Regions from separate parts of the Triticum aestivum genome. Here region 1 is linked to region 2. The links are chromatin contacts, called in public Hi-C maps. All regions are on one chromosome and are shown on one strand. Each heading gives the region's core, a stretch centred on a gene start, on an enhancer-like site or on the middle of the called end of the contact. The rest is flanking DNA. Distances are from core to core; before and after follow the strand shown.

Region 1 (6,115 bases), core at 1,084-3,583, 500 kb before region 2:
TATCTGCTCAGAAATAAACATGAAACGATTTGGAGGCTGATATAAATAGTAGAGAACACATGTAACAGCTCCCCCCCCCTCTTTCATCTGTAACTATGTCCGCTTTAGTTCAATAACATTCTTTAAACGAGTTCACAGTATTTACTAATTACTAGGTGTGCTATTGGTATTACAGAGGTAGCTTGTTCCGGTTGATTCATCGACCTAACAACCTGTTGGATGAAAAGAGGCGGTTAAGAATGGCACTTGATGTGGTAAGACCAATACATGCTTTAAATATATCTGTCTGTAAGTTGTTGACAAATGCAGGCAACAAATACAGCTAATATATTGTTTACTAACTTGATTGCGACGGTCTGTAGGCACGAGGTATGAATTATCTGCATAATTGCACACCAGTTATAGTCCATAGAGACCTGAAATCTCCAAATCTACTGGTTGACAAGAACTGGGTTGTGAAGGTAACACACAAGTTCCATTATATCAATGGCATTCTGTCTTCTGTTTTTATTGCAAGCTATATAACCTTTTGCAATTAGGTTTGTGATTTTGGCCTATCAAGAATGAAGAACAATACCTTCCTATCATCAAGATCAACAGCTGGAACAGTAAGCTTGCATGATCCTGCAATTTCTGTATAACTTTTATTTTGTGTGAGCAGTGCTTTAAGCTTTAAGCTACTGCATATTTCCATCTGTGGGAGAGTATAGATGAACTTCTTTCTGCATGTTTAAATTTTGTTGAAGTGTACGAGTTCTCCAGTTCCGGAAACCGTTCTCTCCTCTCTTAATAAACGAATGCCATTGAACGGCTGGGAAGACATCAGAGGAAGCCAATTGCTAAAAACACACACAAGTGACCCCCTTTATTTTTTTTATTTTTGTGAAAAAGTGACCCCTTTTATTATACTAAAGTATTCTAGTTCAAAGTCCACAAATAGCTAGCGCCTAGCGGTGTAGTCACATAGTTCGCTAATGTACTTATGCTAGCGCACGGGATTAAGTGTCTTCGAATTTTGTTGCACTTATATCAGATAATTCTTGTACACTGGCGGAAAACAAAACTTGATTATGTTACATGTAGGCGTTCTTGTTTGCATCTGGGTGGTTCAAGTGCTCTACCATACTTATTACTAAATGTGTGCGTTGGTTTGCAGGCGGAGTGGATGGCACCTGAAGTTTTACGTAATGAACCATCAGATGAGAAGTCAGTCTACTGCTTAAAACCCAGTTCATATGTATTCATGTCTCACATAAATTTGTGCTTGCTGAAATGGTTGTGTATGTTGGCAGATGCGATGTCTTTAGTTACGGTGTCATACTGTGGGAACTTTGTACGCTACAGCAGCCTTGGGAAGGTATGAACGCAATGCAAGTCGTTGGAGCAGTTGGGTTTCAGAGTCGCCGCCTTGATATTCCAGACAACGTCGACCCCGCCGTAGCAGAGATCATAACAAGATGCTGGCAGACGTTAGTATGCCTAATCCTCTCGGTTGCAATTTCAATTGCACATCGTGCCTTCGTAATCGTCATCCGAATTCTTGTTCGGCAAATGTACAATTCCTAGTAGTCTGAATGTTCATGCCTCCTGTATTTGCTGCAGGGACCCAAGGGCGCGGCCTTCATTCGCGGAGATCATGGCTGCATTAAAACCATTACTGAAACCCTTGCCCGCGAGCCAAGCACCAAGGCAGAGAGTACAGCAAACAGACGGGTAAAAGTGAAACGAAGATGAGCAGCTGCCCGGCGTCCATACCTACAGGAATTGTTTTTTTGTACAGCTACACCAAATGCGTGTGCAGAGTAAAGAGCGTGCGTGATGTTGGTCCGTTTGCTTTCCTGTAAAGATGTAAGTTCGTCCCAACAGTGGCATGAGCCGTATTAAGCCCGCCTGTCATCGATCCATTCACGAAGACGGACACTGTCAGACCATGTAACAGTTGAACAAGGAACTGACGTGGCGGTTGGAACAGGGGGCTTTGCTCATACCATCTCTCCTCTCCTCCCCTCCATTTCCCTCTTGTGTTTCCACCAAATGGTGGCTATATGTGCCAACACATGTAATGTAATGCTGTCAGGTGTCAGTCAGAACCAAAAGGAAGAAAAAGATGAAAAGCTTGTTCAGTTTGTGATCTGTTCCGGTTCCCAGGTTCCGGTGTTTCACTGCATACTCTCACCTGCTGCTGTGCTGCTATTTACAGGCAACAAGTACGTGCGTCGTGCCGTTTGCTGCACATCTCGACGGTCGTCAGGCAGCTGCAAATGGAGCGAGAGAAACCATCGGTCCCCGCCAGTCGCCGCGATCCTCGGGCGGGAAAAAGAGAACGCGCGCGACTTCCGCGCCCATCTCGGCATGACAGATTCCCAGCCGTGGAAACTCCCCGAGCGGCCCGCGCGATCCTCTTTCTTCTTCCCGTTTCTGCGTTTCCCGCGCTAGCAGAGCCCGTTCGATCCCTCTCCGGAGCCTCCAGCAGACGCGGACGAACGTGCGCACGGGATGGCGAGCATCTTCTGGGGCGGCGCCCAGGCCGACGAGGTGGCCGACTTCGACGAGCACGACCCCACCCCCTACGGCGGCGGCTACGACATCACCCTCACCTTCGGCCGCGCCCTCCCGCCCTCCGACGAGATCTGCTACCCCATCTCCACCGCCTCCACCTCCTCGTCCTCGTACGACAGCCACGGCGCGGCCGAGCAGCAGCGCAGGAGGCCGCAGGACCAGGACAGCCACGGCTCCGCAGGTCACGGGAGGAGGCCGGAGGAGACACACGGCTCCTCTGCTGGTTACGGGCAAGGGAGGAAGGCGCACGACGACGACGACGACCGGCCCAGCTACGGCCGCAAGAAGAATGTGAGTGCTCATCACGGCCACGGACTTTTGTTACGTTTCGGAATGCTTGGCGAGATGGGCCCACGGACACCGTTGACTCCGTTGCCCTGAGAATCATCTCTTTGCTGTATTTCTTTGTAGGATGACGACGATGACGAGGATAGGCAGCGGCGATACAAGAAGCGCGACGACGACGACGATGATGAGAGGAAGCCACGGCACAAGAAGCACGACGATGATGACGACGACGATGGCGAGAGGAAGCCGCGGTACAAGAAACGTGACGACGACGATGATGATGAGGATGACAGGAAGCCGCGTTACAAGAAGCGTGACGACGACGACGACGATGATAGAAAGCCACGTTACAAGAAGCACGACGACGATGACGACGACGACGATGAGAGGAAGCAGCGTCGCGGGAACAACCGCCGCCGCCATGATTACGATGACTGATCAAGGCATCCTGACATGAGTTTAGCTGACGCTAAATAAGTATAGTCGCGGCGGCTTTGCTTCGATGAATCACCAGTTCGTATTTTTTTTAAAAGCATTTTTCATTTCACTATTCACCGGCCAACATGCATCCAATATGCCTGAGATTCTCTTAGCAATAAATGTGCAGTTTGACCTGTTTGTGTTTCAATATGTGATTTTTTGTCCCAAGGGTTGTGAAATGCAGTTTTTTTTAAAAGGATAACCCCAGCCTCTGCATCAGGATTATGCATACAACCATATGTTATTAAGAATGCAAAATCGAGCAGCCGAACAACATCGAGTCGGCAATAAAGCGAAAAGAAAAATCCAAGGGTGCATGCCTCGCGACAGTAACTCCACCACATAACCACTAACCCTATGTTACACGACGACAATAAAATAAAAAAATACACAACTGCTAGGTTACGCCTTCAAGAAGGAATCATCGTACGTGCGCCGATGATAGCGAGTCCAACACATGGTTGAATTTCGGATTCTCATCCCTAAAGTCAAGCTTCAATCCACCACCATCAGCAAGGACACCGACACAGGCACACGTCGACATAGCCTGATTATAGATCTTGTGTTTTCACTGGAGTGCATAAAGTCGCCATTGAAGCCGAATGTACCATCTTCCCTTATCCGAGTACCAACGCCTTGATAATCGGATACCTATGGAGAAGACATCAGGAGACAGATGTCCCATATCGTCTGTCTCCCGCCATTGTCGCAACATCTTCGATCCATCAGCAACAGGCTAGCACATGAGACTTTCGCCAGAGCCACTGTGCAGCACGTGCTGATAGCAGGCATGACTTGACGTCCCCGCATGAGACATCGTGCGTAGCATCCACCGGAGGCTTCACCTACCGACGGCAGGCAGTGGTCGACGACTCCGAAAGAGATGCATGTGTTACCTTCTGAGCCGCATCGAACTTGATCTGTTGATGAAAGGGACGTCCCATGCTGCCACCAGCCTCAGAAGGCCGTCACCACCTCGAAATTCAGACTCCGCTTCGCTTGCATGACCACGGAGTCCGCCGCCGTCGAAGAAGAGGGGTTGCCGCCTTGATTCTGGGTGCTCCAGGAAGCACCCACCGCCGCACCAACCATTGTCGTCGCCCATACAACGACAACCAACGTCAGGACCGTCATATCCGCACGCCGCCCCATGCTCAGCCACACTTGACCTCTCATCACTATGACGAGAAGGCCACCACCAGCTCCGCCGGCCGAGGCCTCCACCCCGGCATCCACCGCCGCTGATAAACGGTGGTAATTATGTGACTGAAAATGTTATAGTTTACATCTCCTGTCCTTCTAGGGCACTGGGCAGCTGGTGATTACTGCTTCCTGCCGTAATTGCCCAGCGTATTGGCAACGCTGGTCAGTACACCGTGCATGTGCTCATGCGTGGTCCAGTATCCCGTATCAAGTTGATGCGTTTGTCTCCTTCGGCACTTCTCGTCTTTTGACATGTCCTTGGGCACTTCGCTGGCACTGCTACGCGCCATTTCTGTGCTCATTTAATCTCCGCCATTTGCGATCCGCCTGCCAAAGCAACGCGTTTCTCCTTCGGTAGCTTTTTTTCTTGACATGTCCTCCGGTGCTTCTCTGGTACGTACTCCGTACCATTTCTGATATATGTGCTCATTTAATCTCGGCGTCTTGAGTTTTGCCTTCCAAGCAACCGTGCCCGGGGACAGACAGTTCCTCACAACCTCGATGAGATGCAAGATGTTCCACATGCAAACTTGTAATCCTGACATGTTCTTTCCTTGATACTACTTTCTCCGTTCCGAATTACTTGTCGCAGATATAGATGTATCTAGATGCATTTTAGTTTTTTTTTGCGAGGGTAAAGGGAGTTTATTAAAGAGTTATAGAGTTACAGTCGAGAGGCCACAAGTCCTCAATATAAGGTGGAACCGAGCGCAGCCAGACAGCCGTGGCACGCTCGGTGCGGCTATACTTAGCCAACCGATCGGCAACTCTATTTTAAAGTCTTGAGGAAAAAACTCCCCAGTACCAAGAAGTGCTTTGATCTCCATGACGATTTGTCCATACGCCGAACGAAGAAGTGCATCATTTGTCAAGCTAGACAAAGCTTCAGACGAGTCCGTCTGAACCACCACCGGCAAGTCAGAGTGTTGTAGTGCTAAGGCCAAACCTTGCATGATTGCATGTAGTTCTGCTTCCAGCGGGTCATTGCAATAAAAGATGAAACGGTAGGCAGCCATTAGGACATCTCCTTTGTCATTTCTAAGCACCATACCAACAGCAGCAGATCCATCCTCCTTCAGGAACGAGCCATCAACTGATAGAGCCACCCTACCTGGCTGAGGCGCCGGCCATGGAGTCGATATGACCCTGCCCTTTTGGTCTGGTATCGGCATCTCCCCGGTTGACATTTTTCCGTTAATGATCTCCTCCGTAGTGTAGCATGCAGCCAGCTTAATGGACTTGTAGTAACTGTCAAGGAATTCAACGGTGGCTGGAATAGGAGGGATCTCCTTCCCATGGATCAGGTCGTTACGTAGCTGCCAAATCCGCCAAATAAACATAAGTAGCTTGTCTCGGACATCGGTCGAGCACTTCGCCAGTAAAGTAGTTAACCATTCTCTCCCATCATGGATTAAGAAATCATCCTCCGGGAGTGGCCAGCGGCAGCGCATGTTAATCCAGAGCAAACGTGCATGTGAGCAAGTCACCAAGGCATGAAATGAGTCCTCCTCCTCCACCCCACAAATCCGACAGGTTGATCGTGTCGTCAGATGTCTGTATGCCTTGCAACTCTGCGTTGCCAAAG
Region 2 (6,284 bases), core at 324-2,823:
CCGCCCTGCATTTCAGTTGACACGGTTGAACCGGTGTCCCCCACCACTCGTTTTCGCTGTCATGTTGCCTCCCCTGGTCAACCTCTTCCCCTACTTTCTTTCCAACCCCACCCTTCCCCTCTCCAACACCAGTACGCTACACGAGCACCCCCACCCCCACCCACAAGCTTCATCCTCGCCTCCACTGTGTTGCGGCCAGCTCTAACGTGATCCCATCCTCGCTTACACATGTGCCAACAGTGCTTGTTGTCACGTCCTCGTTGGTTCAGGCCCATTCCCCGTCGTACGTTCACCACCAAGTTTGTCGCAAATTGTTGTTTTGTGTCACCACCTCTCCGCCGCAATCCTTCCTCGCCTACACATGAATAGTCACGGCTCACCATTGTGTCGTCGTCGACTCATACTCAGTTCTTCGTTGTCCGTCAACCACCACTTCTGCTCACCACCGTAGCTCCACCCTCGTCTCGCCAAGCTCGAGCTTCCTAGGACACGATGTTACGCGGGCGAGAGCTCCTATTCTTCGCGCCGCGTCGTGCAAAGCGAGGAATCACGCACACCCCCCCCCCCCTTCTCGTGTGCGCACTTTGGGCCAGCCCAAGTGTGAGGCGAGGTGCCCTGTTTTTTGTTTCTTTTTTTTGCTTGTTTTTACTTCGAAAATGTTCACGAATCCCAAATCTGAAAAAATGTTCATGACTTTATAAAAAATGTTCGGGGTTGTTCACGAATTCAAAAGAATGTTTTTAACTTTCAAAACATCATGAATTAAAAAATGTCCATGATTTCAAAAATTATCTGCAATTTCAAAAAACAATTACGGTTATGAAAAATTTCATAACTAAAAAATCATGATTTTGAAAAGTGTTCATGAAATAAAAAAATGATATGTATTTTGAAAATCTTCAGTGATTTCATAATTTATTTGCAAACCTGAAAATTTTCACAATTTTACAGGATATTCACGTATTTAAAAAAATTGTTCAAAATTTTAAAGGTGTTCTTCATTTTCTTAAAAAATCAAGAATTTCAAAAAATATTCGGGGATTTAAAAAAACTTTGCAAGTTGAAGATTTTAAAAAATGAAAATAACAATAAAGGAAATAATAATGAAAAATGTTTAAAAAAAACTGGTTCAAGAAGGGTTTCGAATAAGAAAACAAAAACCGACGAAGAGAAAACCACAAGAGTGAAGACTAGTAGAGACTCGTCTTTTTTCATTCTTTGCTCCTTTTTCATTCAATGATTCCTTCGAATTTGCTAGCCTTCCTCGAAACCAGTGGGGGAAAAGGTACAACGGGTCGTCTCTTTGTACAGAGGACGAGGCGTGCCGGAGGGTGCACCTTTGATTACTATTCCCCGAGCTACGCGGGGAATAGGATTCGCCGCGTCGGGCGTTTGCCTAGGAAAGCCCATAGAATATCGTTTGCCTAGGGAAAGCCCATAGAATATCGTTAAAAGGAGTATGTCCAGATATTGATGGGCTCGGCCTAACTAAATATGGGATTTTGGGCTTTCGATGTCCCGGCAATTTATAAGCCTAACCGTGTCAGATTCTCAAAGAAAAAAAAACCGTGTCAGAGCGTTGTGGTTTACGCCTTCGAGCCTGGTTCACGTACTCCTCTCCCCGTTCCCCAACATCTTCGGCATGCGGTGCCTCGTCGCGCTCCCGGCGGTCGCCGTCCCCAGCCGCGGCTCACATCCTAACCTCAAACCCCGCCGCAGAAGCACTCTAGTAGCTATCCTTGGGAGATGCCGCTGCGGCCGCCGCCACCTCCTTGGTGCATCCTCTGCCGCCGGCCTCCTCCATCTCGTCAACCCCCCGTGCCTCGCCGCCCCAGCCATCGACCCCGCCGTAAGCTCCTTCACGCCCAATCTTATTCCGGTCACCAATTCACTATCTGCGATGCAAATTACATGGCTTCGTGACAATCTTATATTTTACTTGGTGTGGCTTGGTGCAGGTGATGCTTGAACGGGTGCACCCAGCGAGGCCTGGCTGGTACGAGAAGCTTTACGCGACGGCCATGGACAAGGGCATGCAGTCTTATGAAGCCGAGGTATATAATTTTCCCCTAATATTTGTTCCACTGCTTTATCATTCCCAAGTTTGTCACGTGTTAACCAACTTCCATGAGACAACTCATCATAGGATTGCAAGTCTGTGTCAGCAACTGGGCAGCTAACTGAACCCACCGAACCCAAATTCTCGGATGTTTCAATCTGTGATATTGCCGGTCTGGTTTCCTATCTGATTGAATTGCACAATATGACATAGTGAACTCGTGATTCGTGAAGCGTCTCAAGTAATGCATACTTTTATTTTCATCCGGTGAGAAGATAAATGTCAGAAGTGGGCACTTGGAGTGCTGTTCTGTTAAGTGTTAGTACTTATTTGTTATATCCATGATCACCTGATCAGTAGTTTTAGTTTTCCTATAAAAAATACAGTCATATGTTTTCAGGAACGGAGATGTGATATTTACAACGTGTTATGTTCTCACTAAACATTTCACTTGGTGAAGCTTGCAGATTGCGCAGTATAAATCGAATCTCTTCTCCCAATTGTCAGTTGCGGGGGAGAACATTCTGGAGCTTGGCGTTGGAACAGGCCCCAACTTAAAGTACTATGCAAGTGCTGATGGTGTAAATGTAACTGGGGTAGATCCTAACATGTACATGGAGGAGTATTCTAGAGCAGCAGCAAATTCTGCCGGGCTTCCGCAATCAAATTTCACTTTCAGAAGAGGGGTATGGAAGTATGATGCCTTATGAGTTATGATCATGGACTAGGTGTCTGCTTACATTTTGTTAGCATGAGAACTGTTTTGTATGCATGGCTTTACCTAGGTCGCCGAAGCTTTGCCAGCAGAGGATGATTCCATGGATGCAGTTATTGGTACATTGGTGCTGTGTTCGGTAAAGGACACTGATATGGCATTAAGAGGTAACATAGTTCTAAGTTTATGTCATCTGAGAACTTCAGTTTTGTTGGTAAGGCAATTAGATGGGCTAAGCTATCCATGTGCCAAAACCATGACTAGGTTTCGACATCTTATGGGGGTTTCAACTTTAGCCTACCCGAACTTGCTTGGGACTGGAAGACTTTGTTGTTGTTGCAATTAGATTGGCTAAGAAGATACCACTTTATGACACATTCTCTATACCATCAGTTTGCCTTCCAACAGACAAAACGCATCATACTATTATCTTTTGGCTAAATGGTAACTGCCTAACTGGATTGTCCTCTGTTGATGCACTAAGATGGAAATATTTAACCCGATATACTGTTCAACATAGGGCATTCATTTACCGATAACTCCTACATACAGAACATTGAATTGCAGAGCAGTGTGTTGGCGAATTCCTAGTCAAAAAACATTTCAATGGTAAAATGACTATGATGCTATGTCATCAATTCTTGTCTAGTTAAAAGTCATTATCATTTCCTTAGGAGTACCATTTGCATTACTTAATAATGATGCATGGATTATTGGCATTGCATTTGCTATAAATAAATATTACATAGTACTCCCTCCGTCCCAAAATTCTTGTCTTAGATTTGTCTAGATACGGATGTATCAAGTCACGTTTTAGTATTAGATACATCTGTATCTAGACAAATCTAAGACAAGAATTTTGGGACGGAGGGAGTATGTTGTTTAACTGGGGCACCTAAGTTTTCCCTTCCTTTTATCTTTCTGTTTGGCTTCTTTGTGGTTTTTGTCTTTGCTTTCGGGCATTGGCAGCTCTTTTCTTCAACCTTTGGTCTGAGATTGCTGCGTTTGTATTCTTGGCCTGTTTGGCCTTTTTGAATATTATGTAGAGATCTCTCTACCTTCGTTTCAAAAAGACTACAGACCACACTCTGGCCTCCATTTTTACGCATCACACTGACCATGAGTTGAGGTTATTGGCTAGTTGGCTACTGACCTAAGTTCCATTTCTATGTTTCGGTATTTCCTTTCCTTTTAAGAACCACCATTTTCTATTTGAATAACTCTGGGCATTAACTTCTGCAGAAATAAAGAGAGTCCTAAAGCCCGGTGGTCTCTACCTATTCATTGAGCATGTTGCTGCAGCAGGTACCCCCAGCTACTAGCATGCATAACCTCTGGTGGTTGCTTGTTAATTGTTATTCTATGTTGAAGACATATGTCCCTGTGCTGCTGTGCATTGCTTGATTTCCTGCTCATTTTGTCCGCTCGTAGATGGTTCCTTCCTCCAGTTCGTGCAAGGTGCCCTTGATCCTCTGCAGCAATTTGTCGCTGACGGGTGCCACCTCACCAGGAAAACAGCTGAAAACATCAAGGAAGCCGGGTTCTCGAGCTTGAGCCTGAACGCGGTGCGCCTGTCATCTGCATATATCGTTAGCCCCCATGTTTATGGTGTAGCCTATAAATGACATACTCTGCCTGTTTGGGACGGAACTCTGTGTGGTTTATTCTGAGATAATACTCGTACTGGCACATTTCTGCTCAGTTATTGCCCCTGGAGGCCTTTCCCTTTTTTTTTCTTGAGTAAATCCTGCAGGCCTTGCTGGGCAGGCCTTGTTGTTTGCATTTCTATGAAATGGACAGGGGCGGATGCCCTTTCTCTCTCTATAAAAACTGCAGGCCTTTCCATAGGCCGAATGGCCTACCAAAACGTCTTATACGTATTTTTTAATGGAGATAGTAAATTTTTTTTTTGAGAAAACGATAGTAAATGGGTTGGCTGTGCTTGATGAAGGGCTAGAAAACATTACCATCGTAAGGATCAGGCCCGTCTATGAGGGCGGCCGAAGTGGCCCACCGCACAGGGCCCCTATCAAAAAGAAAACTGGAGGAAACCAGTTTTGGCCCGCACATTGACGCTTATCCCCTGCAATCTCTGCGGACGCCTACTACAGGCTTTAGCCTTAGGACGTCTCCACCGCGCGACCCCAAACGGACGTTCGGTTTGTCCAGATTTTATTCTTTTGGGGCGCGGATGGATTCGCCCATGTCCGCGTTTGTCCGATGGGTCGTGGGTGCGTCCAACGCGCGGCCGCATCTCAAAACCTATCCGGGGTGGACGTGAATAAAAAAAATTAAAAACTTAAATGAAATGACTAAAAAAGTAAATAAACACAGTTAAAAAAACATAAAACTTATATAGGGTATGGCCACATAACGGCCCAGTTTCTCAGGCCCAGTTTCATAATTAACATAAAACCAAAATAAAAAAAACGCCTCCCGCGCGCTCCTGCCGCGCCCGTCAATGTCGTGGCCATCGTCGTCGCCGTCTTCACTGACCGCCGGTGTCGTCGTCATCGTTGACAAGGTCGACGTAGTCCGGCGGCGTCCACAGGTGGGCCGGCGGTCCGTGGTGCACGAGGGCGGCGGGCTGGAAGATGGGCGGTGCCTGCACCACCTCCTCCCGAGGCGAGGCCTCCCGCTCCGGCGACCGCGTCGGCGTGGGGCACCAGTTGACGGCCCCCAGGGCGGCCGCCATCTGCTCAGCGGAGCACGACCAGCTCCACCCCTGGCCGACCAGGTCAGGGTGGAACGCGGCCATCGGCGGCTCCTTCACGACCTCCTCCTTCGGCGCCATCTCCTGCTCGGGGATGGCGACGTCGCCGACCGCGGAGAGGGCCATCGTCTCCTCGGGGTTCGCCCATTGGCGCTCGTCGTGCATGTGCTTGGAGTCCTCCAGCACACGCGCCATGAGCCGGGCCTCCTCCTCCGCCGTCATGCAAGGAGGTGGGGGTGGCGATGGAGATGGCGACGGCGACGGCGTGGGCGTCAGGCCACACACCCGCGTACGCCCGCGCGCCTGGGGAACCGCTCGGGGCTCACGTGGCCGCCACGGCCCTGTCGACGTGCCGGCGAAGAACAACGCCCGCCGCACGTCGTGCTCATCGCGAAGCCAAGTGTCCCACAATGGCGAGTCGGGTCGTACCTCTCGTCGTAGTAGAGGTCGTCCGGGAGGAGGCGGCGGTGGCGCTCGATCTCCTGGCGGCGCGCACGGCCGCTCTGCGGGAGGGCGGAATCGGCACGTGGTTGGCCGACAGGTGCCACTTATTGGGGAGGTGGACGTCGCTCCAGGGTAGCGGCGTCCTCGTTTCCCAATACCGGCGGCAGACGGCCGCCTCGATGTAGTGCCGGTCGTGCTCGCCGGCGGCCGTGGGCGCGATGGAGAACGCGGGTGGCGCGGGGGTCCGACGTGGTGGCGATGGCGACGCGGGCGTTTCCTTCTTCACCGAGCCGCGGCGGCGTCCCGGAGGAGCCAACCTCGCGGTCGTGCTTGCCTTTGCGGCCGTAGTTCCA

What was found. A called contact is a pair of places that touch in the nucleus more often than the background predicts.
Region 1: a Hi-C map of leaf shows a contact between it and region 2, with 3 times the contacts expected there. The contact joins the promoter of LOC123128389 here to the promoter of LOC123130979 in region 2. A contact is called at or near these places in 2 of 5 Hi-C or Micro-C datasets (both in leaf).

The regions. Positions count from the first base shown.
Region 1 is chr6A:545,650,622-545,656,736 of IWGSC CS RefSeq v2.1, reverse strand. LOC123128389 reads left to right here and starts at 2,333. Exons shown (of 2, transcript XM_044548372.1): 1 at 2,333-2,850; 2 at 2,971-3,475. The coding sequence starts at 2,497. The coding sequence ends at 3,285. It overlaps LOC123128388 (probable serine/threonine-protein kinase SIS8), which reads left to right. Exons shown (of 13, transcript XM_044548371.1): 8 at 176-254; 9 at 363-461; 10 at 540-608; 11 at 1,157-1,206; 12 at 1,293-1,469; 13 at 1,603-2,131. The coding sequence ends at 1,717.
Region 2 is chr6A:545,148,029-545,154,312 of IWGSC CS RefSeq v2.1, reverse strand. LOC123130979 (methyltransferase-like protein 7A) reads left to right here and starts at 1,573. Exons shown (of 6, transcript XM_044550759.1): 1 at 1,573-1,849; 2 at 1,959-2,054; 3 at 2,527-2,745; 4 at 2,845-2,941; 5 at 4,017-4,079; 6 at 4,206-4,505. The coding sequence starts at 1,643. The coding sequence ends at 4,399.